2 separate regions of the Sus scrofa genome follow, and region 2 is linked to region 1. The links are chromatin contacts, called in public HiChIP or PLAC-seq maps. All regions are on one chromosome and are shown on one strand. The core of a region is the stretch at or near the end of the contact, and the rest is flanking DNA. Distances in the headings are between cores, read along the strand shown. Region 1 overlaps NFATC2 (nuclear factor of activated T-cells 2). Region 2 holds the start of NFATC2 (nuclear factor of activated T-cells 2).

Region 1 (3,635 bases), core at 735-3,234:
CGGGGCAGTTCCTTCTGCCTGGGACAGTCTTCCCACCATCCACGTGGCTCCCTACTTCCCACCTTAAGGGCTCTGCTCAAAGCCACCTCCTCAGGGAAGTCCTCCCTGATTGCTCAGTCCATGGTTGCCAGATTTAATGAACTAAAACATAGACCATCCAGTTGAATCTGAATTTCAGAAAACAATGAATATCTTTTAACCTATCCGTATGTCCCAAACTCTGCTACTGCATGGGACACATCCATACTAAAGAAGTTAGTTGTCTGAGATTTGAATTTAACTCCACAGTTTCTATTTTTCTCCTGACCACCAGATCCTTCGTTCTTGCTCCTACGTCTGGTTTCCCTGCACTCTCCCCATCTCAAGGTGGCCTGCTTACAAACAAGTTTGAGACTGTCCAGCCCGAGGGCAGGGACCTCGTCTGTCACATGCCTCCCCCTGCCCCGCCAGCACTTGGCACAGCACGTGCACACAGTAGGTATTCAATGAATGTCTAGGGAGCACCTATGGAAGTCCTGGGGGCTGAGTGAGCAGAGCGAGGCCAAAAGAGCATGGACAGGTCATTTAATGTGGAGGCCGGACTTCAGCTCCTCTTGCATCCCATCCTAGAGGCGCCTCTTCTCAGCGATGCTCCACCCCAGCTCACAGAGCCAGTCCCTCTGGGAACGAGGAAGTGGGGGGTGTGGGACCCAGTCTTCCTCTGACGTGCTCTGTCGCCTCAAGCAAGTCAGCCAACCTCATTCTGCGAGCCAGCAAGTGGCCTCCCCATCTGTTAGTTGGGGGCAGGGGGTGGGCTGTCACTGAGGCGTGACAGCAGGAGTCTGATGGCTCCGGGGTGAGAGGAGGGGAGAAACTCCTGCCAGGAAGGGTTCTTCTCCCGGACAAGAAACCAACACAGGCCTGCCTTCCCTGCTTCCAGGGGACACGTGCAAGGTCAGCTGACTTTTCTGGGCACCTTCCATGGTCCGACCCTTTCAGATCTTTGATCTCCTTTTAGTGTTAAAATAACTACCGACTCCCTCTTAAAGATGGGGAAACTGAATCCCAAAGCACAAAATATGAGGCCTATCCAGGCTTCAAGCCCAGTCTGGATGATCCACAATCCAGCCTGCTTACGGCTTAGAGATCTACAATTTTTACTTTAAAAAAAAAAAAAAAAAAAAAAAAAAAAGGCGTTCAACCAAACATAAAGGAAAAAATAGCACAACAGGGTGTCAGACCGTTCATTAATAAAAGGTATTATGATTTTCTTGACCAGGGTGGAAATGCCCACCTGCTAATTGCAAATCACAGAACATCTGTTGGCGCCAAGAGCAATTTCTGATGGGGAAACACTACGACCCAAGTTAATTAGAAACCTCATTTCTCTGTGTCCTCTTTTGAAGGCATTTAAACAGCAGGATTCTTTCACTCCAAAGTCTGTTCTCTCATGCAAGAGGACTGAAATTTGGGCAACAATTCAGGCCTCTGAAAATAAGGCCATTTTCTCTGTCTCCAGTGGGGCTTCAGAGCAGCGAGCTAGCCTCTGCCTTTGGAGCAAAGCTTCACATCCCAGCCAGCTGCATCTAAGTGGTGGGCTCCAGCCCAGGGGACCGATGACACTGTGGACATGAGTCACCAAGGGCAAAGGTCTCCAGAGCCTTAGTCATGGTCAAGCCCAGCTTGGAGTCTGACCTTTCCCAGAGGGGAGTCCAAGGCAGAGAGGCTCCCAGACGAGGTCTATTGTTTCAGCAAACACCAGACCGCGTGGAACCAAAGCCGTGGAGAAAAACAGGTGGGAAGAGGAGGTGTTTTCTCGAAGACCGTTCCAGCGTTTCCAGGGTACTAATTCATGGAAAACTACTTAATTTAGCAAAAAATTTTTATTTTAAGCCTATGCATTTATATTTATTAAACAAAGCTCAAAATACAACCTTTGGGAACCTCCAAGTCATAAAATGACTCATATTCGGATGATGACTCAGTGGGAAAGAGGGAATTCCACCACCCACGCCTCCTTTCGAAAAAGTCAGTTTGCCCTCTCAACAGGTGATAGAAGCCTCTGCCATCAGACTGTTCCAAGAAAATCGTCCAACAAAACAAAACAAGTCCTCTTCAAACAATTTAAGTTTCAAAGCTGAGTAATCCAACACAGGCACGTTTCCAACCTACGCCCCCGCGGGACACAGAGAGCCAGGGAGCTCCTTGGCGGGGGCCGGGGGCCCTGAATTAAGAAAGATTTACCAGCTGAAAAATTCCAAAACCCTGTGTCATGTGGAGGAACCTTCCAAAACACTGGATCCCACCCAGGCGCGGCGAGTCGCTCAGAGCCATGGCAACCCCGTTTCCGCTGCCACATCACTTTTATTTTTGTGTCCTTAGATTTTTTCCTGTTTTGCAATGTTTTGCTGGGACCCCCGACTCCGCCTGAGGCCTGGGTGGCCGGGGGCCAGGGTTCCCAGCTGAAGTCAGGAACAGCCTGGACTTCCCGGCGTGAACTTCGCCTGGAAGGTTACACATTTTTTCAATTGCAGAGACTATAGAACGGCTTTTCAGCAATTGCTGAAAACAGTAAATAGGAAAGGTCCTGATCTGTTTGGTTCCTCTTCGTCCTCTTGAATGTGACTAGAGAGATTTCTGGGGGTGTTGGGGGGTGACAATAACAAATGCTGCTTGGGATTCCAGCTCTGTCACTAGCAGTGAGCTGACCTGGGGTCCATGGCTTGACCTCTGTGAGCCTCCGTTACCTTATCTATAAAATGGGGCTAAGGCTGCCAGCCTCTCAGGGCCCATGTGATTATCAAAGGAGATGACATGTTCATTCAACAATATGTATAAGCACCTATGAAGTGCCAGGGACTGTTCTAGATTCTGCAGATACCAGAGCAAACACCAAGTCTTCTTCCTCAAGGAACCCTAACCGGGGGGGGCAGGGGGGGGAAACAAGAAAACAAATGAGTGAACAAATAGACAAGGCAAATCCAATAGAGCTAAGTGCTACCAAGAAAAGAGGGCAGGACAATGGGACGGAACGGGACAGAGTGTGAGAGCTGATGGTCAAGGAGGAGCCTGTCAAGAAAATCCCCTGGGTGTGGAGAAGAGGGAACCCTCCTGCACTGTTGGTGGGAATGTCAGTTGGCACCACAACTATGGCAAACAGTATGACCGTTCCTCAGAAAACTAGAGAACTACCATGTGACCCAGCAATGCCACTCCTGGGCATATAGCCGGACAAAACTATAATTCAAAAAGACACATGCACCCACATGTTCACAGCAGCACTATTCGCAATAGCCAAGACATGGAAGCAACCCAAATGCCCACGGACAGATGAATGGATTATATATACAAGGGAATATTACCCAGCTGTAAAAAAGAATGAAACAATGCCATGTGCAGCAACTTGGATGCAACCAGAGATGCTCATGCTAAGTGAAGCAAAACCAAAAGAGAAAGATAAATACCATATGATATCACTTATATGTGGAATCTAAACTATGGCACAGATGAACCTAACTACAAAGCAGAAACAGACTCACAGACGTGGAGAACAGACTTGTGGTTGCCAAGGGGGAGGGGGGAGGGAGGGGGATGGCCAGGGAGTTTGGGGTTAGTAGATGCAAGCGATGACATTTAGAACGGATGAGCAAGGAGGT
Region 2 (3,804 bases), core at 905-3,404, 90 kb after region 1:
CATAAAAAAACAAGGACAGTCTGAATCCAAATAAATTATGGACTTGGGTTCATCGCACTGCATGATACTGGCTCATAAATTATAACAAGTACATCCCATATACCAATGTAAGATGTTAATCCTAAGACACCTCTCGTACTATCTTTACAACTCTTTTGTAAATCAAAAACTGTTCCAAAAAATAAAGTTTATCAATAAGAAATAGACTCAGGGGCCTTCCCTGTGGTCACTTAGACACCCATCTGGCAGCCACCGAGCACCACTTGCCAAGAAAAACTATAAAAAGCACCTCCCATCAGATTTGGCTTGGAAACTATTTCCCCGGAAATCTCCCCTGCTGCAGGGAAGAAAAAAAAAAAAAAAAAAGTGCGTTGATTGTGAATCTGGGAGGGGTGTAAGTATTAGTTCCCTGCAAAATACGGCTTTAATCTTAAGGAACAGAAAGACCACTGATGCTAAAAGGATCGTTTGCAGATTCTTAATTGTATCTTTTCAAAGGAAAGGATGGCCTCCAGATTGCAACTCGAGAAGGCTGGTCTCTTTGGCTGGCTAATTATTTCCATCTCCAGCCAAAATACAGAATAAGGACTAATTACCAGCTTCACTTGGTATCTGAGTGAAGGGCATCCTCCAAAGTCAGAGCCAACCCCTCCCTCGAAGATCGCCAGGGAAGCCGTGGTGGAAGCGAAGTTAAAACTTCTCCGTCACCCGCCTAACACAGCATCTCTGGGAAACAGTAAGCCTGGGAGATTCCAGAAACGGCCGCCTACACACACCAGCCAGCACAATCCCTTCCTACTCTGTGGCCGCAGCCAAGCCCAAGTGCCTCTGGAAGGTACCAACAGGCCTGCCCCTGAGGCTCCAGTAAGCAATGGCTGGGCTAGGCTGTCACAATCAGGAAGCCTGGTTGGGGTTTTTTTTTTTTTTTTTCTTGTTTTGTTCCAAGACAACCTGCTACCCAGAAAAATACAGTGAGGTTGGTGTGCGACCTCCTCGTTTTGACCAAGGCTCCTGCGAAACACGTGAAATGCAGGCCCGGCCTGGGGAAATCCCCGCGCAGAGGGCACCAGGGGGCACAGACTGGCAGCCTGCTTAGACAGGAACAGCCTGCAGCTGCCCGCATCACAGGCCGGCTCCCCCCAGCCCCCACAGCCATCGTGACTCGTGCGGGTAAAGGGATCACTCAACAAAGCTCAGACTGAGCCGGTCGGGGGGATTTGCAAAGGCAGCAGAACCCGGGGAGGAAATGGGCCAGCCGCCTGACCTGAAGTCGAACCCCTCTCCCGCATCAGACACAGCCAGCCTCTTCCTAGTGTCAACACACAGTCCTCCACCACGCGCGGCTCACACCTCACACGCGGTGGTGCCCGAAGGTAGGAGGGCCGCTTCACACGCCCTCTTTTTGCACCGGCCCCTCCCCACGAACGCCATTCTTTAGCTTCCTCACCGCCTCCCTCCAAAGGCAAACTCACAGCTTTCGCTGCCCTCAGAGGACCCAGCAGCACGCAAGAGGCCAGCAGAGACCCCCGGCCACCCTCTGCTTTGCTACCACCGACCCTGAGGCAGAAGTAACTGGAAACTGACGCCCTACGGGCGGAATGAGCCTAGCGCCCCCTAAAGGTGGCTGCAGTCGCTGCCGCCTCGCGCCTTCCCTCCACCTGGCTGAAGAGGCAGCCCCTCTTCAGGTCCCCCAGGAAGTGTGGCATCTGGAGCAAAAGAGGGCCCTCTGCCCACTGCTCAGGCCCAAGCCCCAGCCCAGGCTCGAGGGCCAGGCCGGGGGGAGCCTCCACCGACCTTCGATAGGATTCAAATAGTCATAATCGAAGAGGATGGAGAAGTCGAACTCGTCTTGGGAACCGCCTCCAGGCTCGTGGCCCGGGGCGTCCCCGCCGTCGGGGTCCGGCTGCGGCTCCGGGGCGTCCATGGCGTGCAAAGCGGCGAGAGGGCGGCGGGCCGGGGGCGAGGGCAGACTCGGCTCTCTCCTGGGCCCCTCGCCGAGGGTGGCGACGGTGGCAGGAAGCGGGGCGGAGGGGCGGCTCGAGCGGCGGGGTCACTGTCCTCGTGGGGACGCACGCCGGGTCCGGGGATGGCGCGCCTGGCGCGGCGGGTCCTGGACGCGCCCCGGGGAGCAGAGCGGCGGCGCGAGCTTCCTGCTCCGGAGGCACCTGTTGCAGCCCGGGAGGGGGGGCGGGGACAGCGCGGCCGGGCCGGCGGGGGCGGGGCCGCCACCCGGGGACCAGCGGAGGGAGGGAGGGAGGAAGGGAGGGAGGGGAGGAGAGGCGCGCGGCCCCGGCGGCCTGGCGCCCGGGAGGAAGGAGGCCGCCCCCTGGGCCTGGCCGCACCGCCCGGGCACCGCGCGCAGCCAGCCGCCGCCAGGCGCTCGGGCGAGGCCGCCGCTCCCACTGTCCTCGCGTTGAGCGCTGCGCCCTTGCGGGACCCAGGCTCTAGAGGACAAAGCCGCCGCCACTTGTGTTGCCCTCCGTGACTGGCTGAGCTCAAGCTTTTTCCTCTTTTCCCTGAGGGGGAGGGGCTGCACCCACTCCCTTCTATCGCGGACCCGTGTCTCCAGGTGCCTCTGCGCGCCCACAGCTCTGGCATGATTTTCACCTGCATCAGTCACCTGTGTGCCCTGCGCTCAATTCCCCAAGGCCTGGCAAAGACCCACAGAGACGCTGAAAAGCGCGAGTCCCTCCCACCTTTACATCTATACTTCCTGGTCACTATCCTGTGCCAGGTGCCGGGGACCTAGCACGGGACTAGACACTTGCCCTGGGAAGCTCAGGTTCTGGTCGGGGAAGAAGGAATCAAGACCATCCCTGCAGAGTGTCAGGAGAAAACCCACCAGAGATACAGGGTAAAGGCTGGGGCCTGGGGAGGCTCTGGTCCCTTCCGTGGTCAGGTAGGGCCTCTCTGGGAAGGGGGCATTTGGACAACCCTGACTGACGGATGGGAAGATCTGGGGGAAGAATATTTGGGCAGCGGAAACCCAAAGAAAGCAAAAGCCAGGAGTTCATGTGTGGGAGCTGGAGCAAGGGGGGCAGTGCCGATGGAGAGGCGGCAGGTGGCAAGCATCCCCGGATGCTTGTTAAAAGGGCAGATTCCCAGAACCCTCACTGGAGCGCCTGAGTCCATAAGCCCGGAGTAGAGGCTCAGAAATGCGTATTTTTAAGCAAGCACCCAAGGGGAACATTATGAACAGGTACCCTTGGGGAAGGCTACCTAAGAACCCACTACTGCTCCCATGAAACACTTCCAGGGGGTCTCAGATCAAGTTAGCCAAAGTCAGGAAGCAGACTCACAGAGGTAGAAGGGAGACGAGAACAGGGGCCTTCAATGCTTACAGCACATTACGTTCACCTGGGACACTTTTTTGAACATCTGTGCCCAGGCTTCAATCCAAACCCTCTGAACAAGGACATCCTAAAGTGTATTTTTTTTTTTAATGACCTCGGATGAATCTAAAAGGCCACGAGTGTTGAAAATCACAGGCTCAGAAACGTAGGTGGGTGAGGTTCAGAGATTCCCTGAGAAGCACAGCTTGACCTCACATGGGGACTGGACTCCTTCCCCAAGTGCCAGCAGCATGGAGGACATGCACTCTTCAGGGAGAGGCATCTCTGGTCCATTAAGGGATTTGTGCGAAGCTATCAATCATCATTCGTCCCACAAATCTTGGCTGGGCACCTACGAGGCACCTGGCACTGCTACCAACCTTGGGGGTGTAGCCATTGGCAAAACATGGTCACTACCCTCATCCTACTTGTATCCTGTTAGCAAAGAGGCACAGCAATAAACAGGGTTTTC

Evidence for each region. HiChIP or PLAC-seq counts read pairs in DNA pulled down with a chosen protein or histone mark.
Region 2: an H3K27ac HiChIP or PLAC-seq map of skeletal muscle shows a contact between it and region 1. The contact joins the promoter of NFATC2 here to the enhancer-like site in region 1. A contact is called at or near these places in 5 of 47 Hi-C or Micro-C datasets (embryonic fibroblasts, heart right ventricle, liver and 2 more) and 1 of 2 datasets of contacts at active chromatin or transcription factors (skeletal muscle).

What each region holds. Positions count from the first base shown.
Region 1 is chr17:52,798,672-52,802,306 of Sscrofa11.1, forward strand. The region is part of intron 6 of NFATC2 (nuclear factor of activated T-cells 2); the gene reads right to left. Among named protein-coding and RNA genes, the nearest start is that of NFATC2, 90 kb to the right of the region's middle. Within about 2 kb of position 1,985, at least 35 of the 83 cell types and tissues checked have an H3K27ac peak or open chromatin away from gene starts, as enhancers often do. A contact at or near this core is called in skeletal muscle, where this site is marked.
Region 2 is chr17:52,888,082-52,891,885 of Sscrofa11.1, forward strand. NFATC2 (nuclear factor of activated T-cells 2) reads right to left here and starts at 2,155. Exons shown (of 11, transcript NM_001113452.1): 1 at 1,795-2,155. The coding sequence starts at 1,924.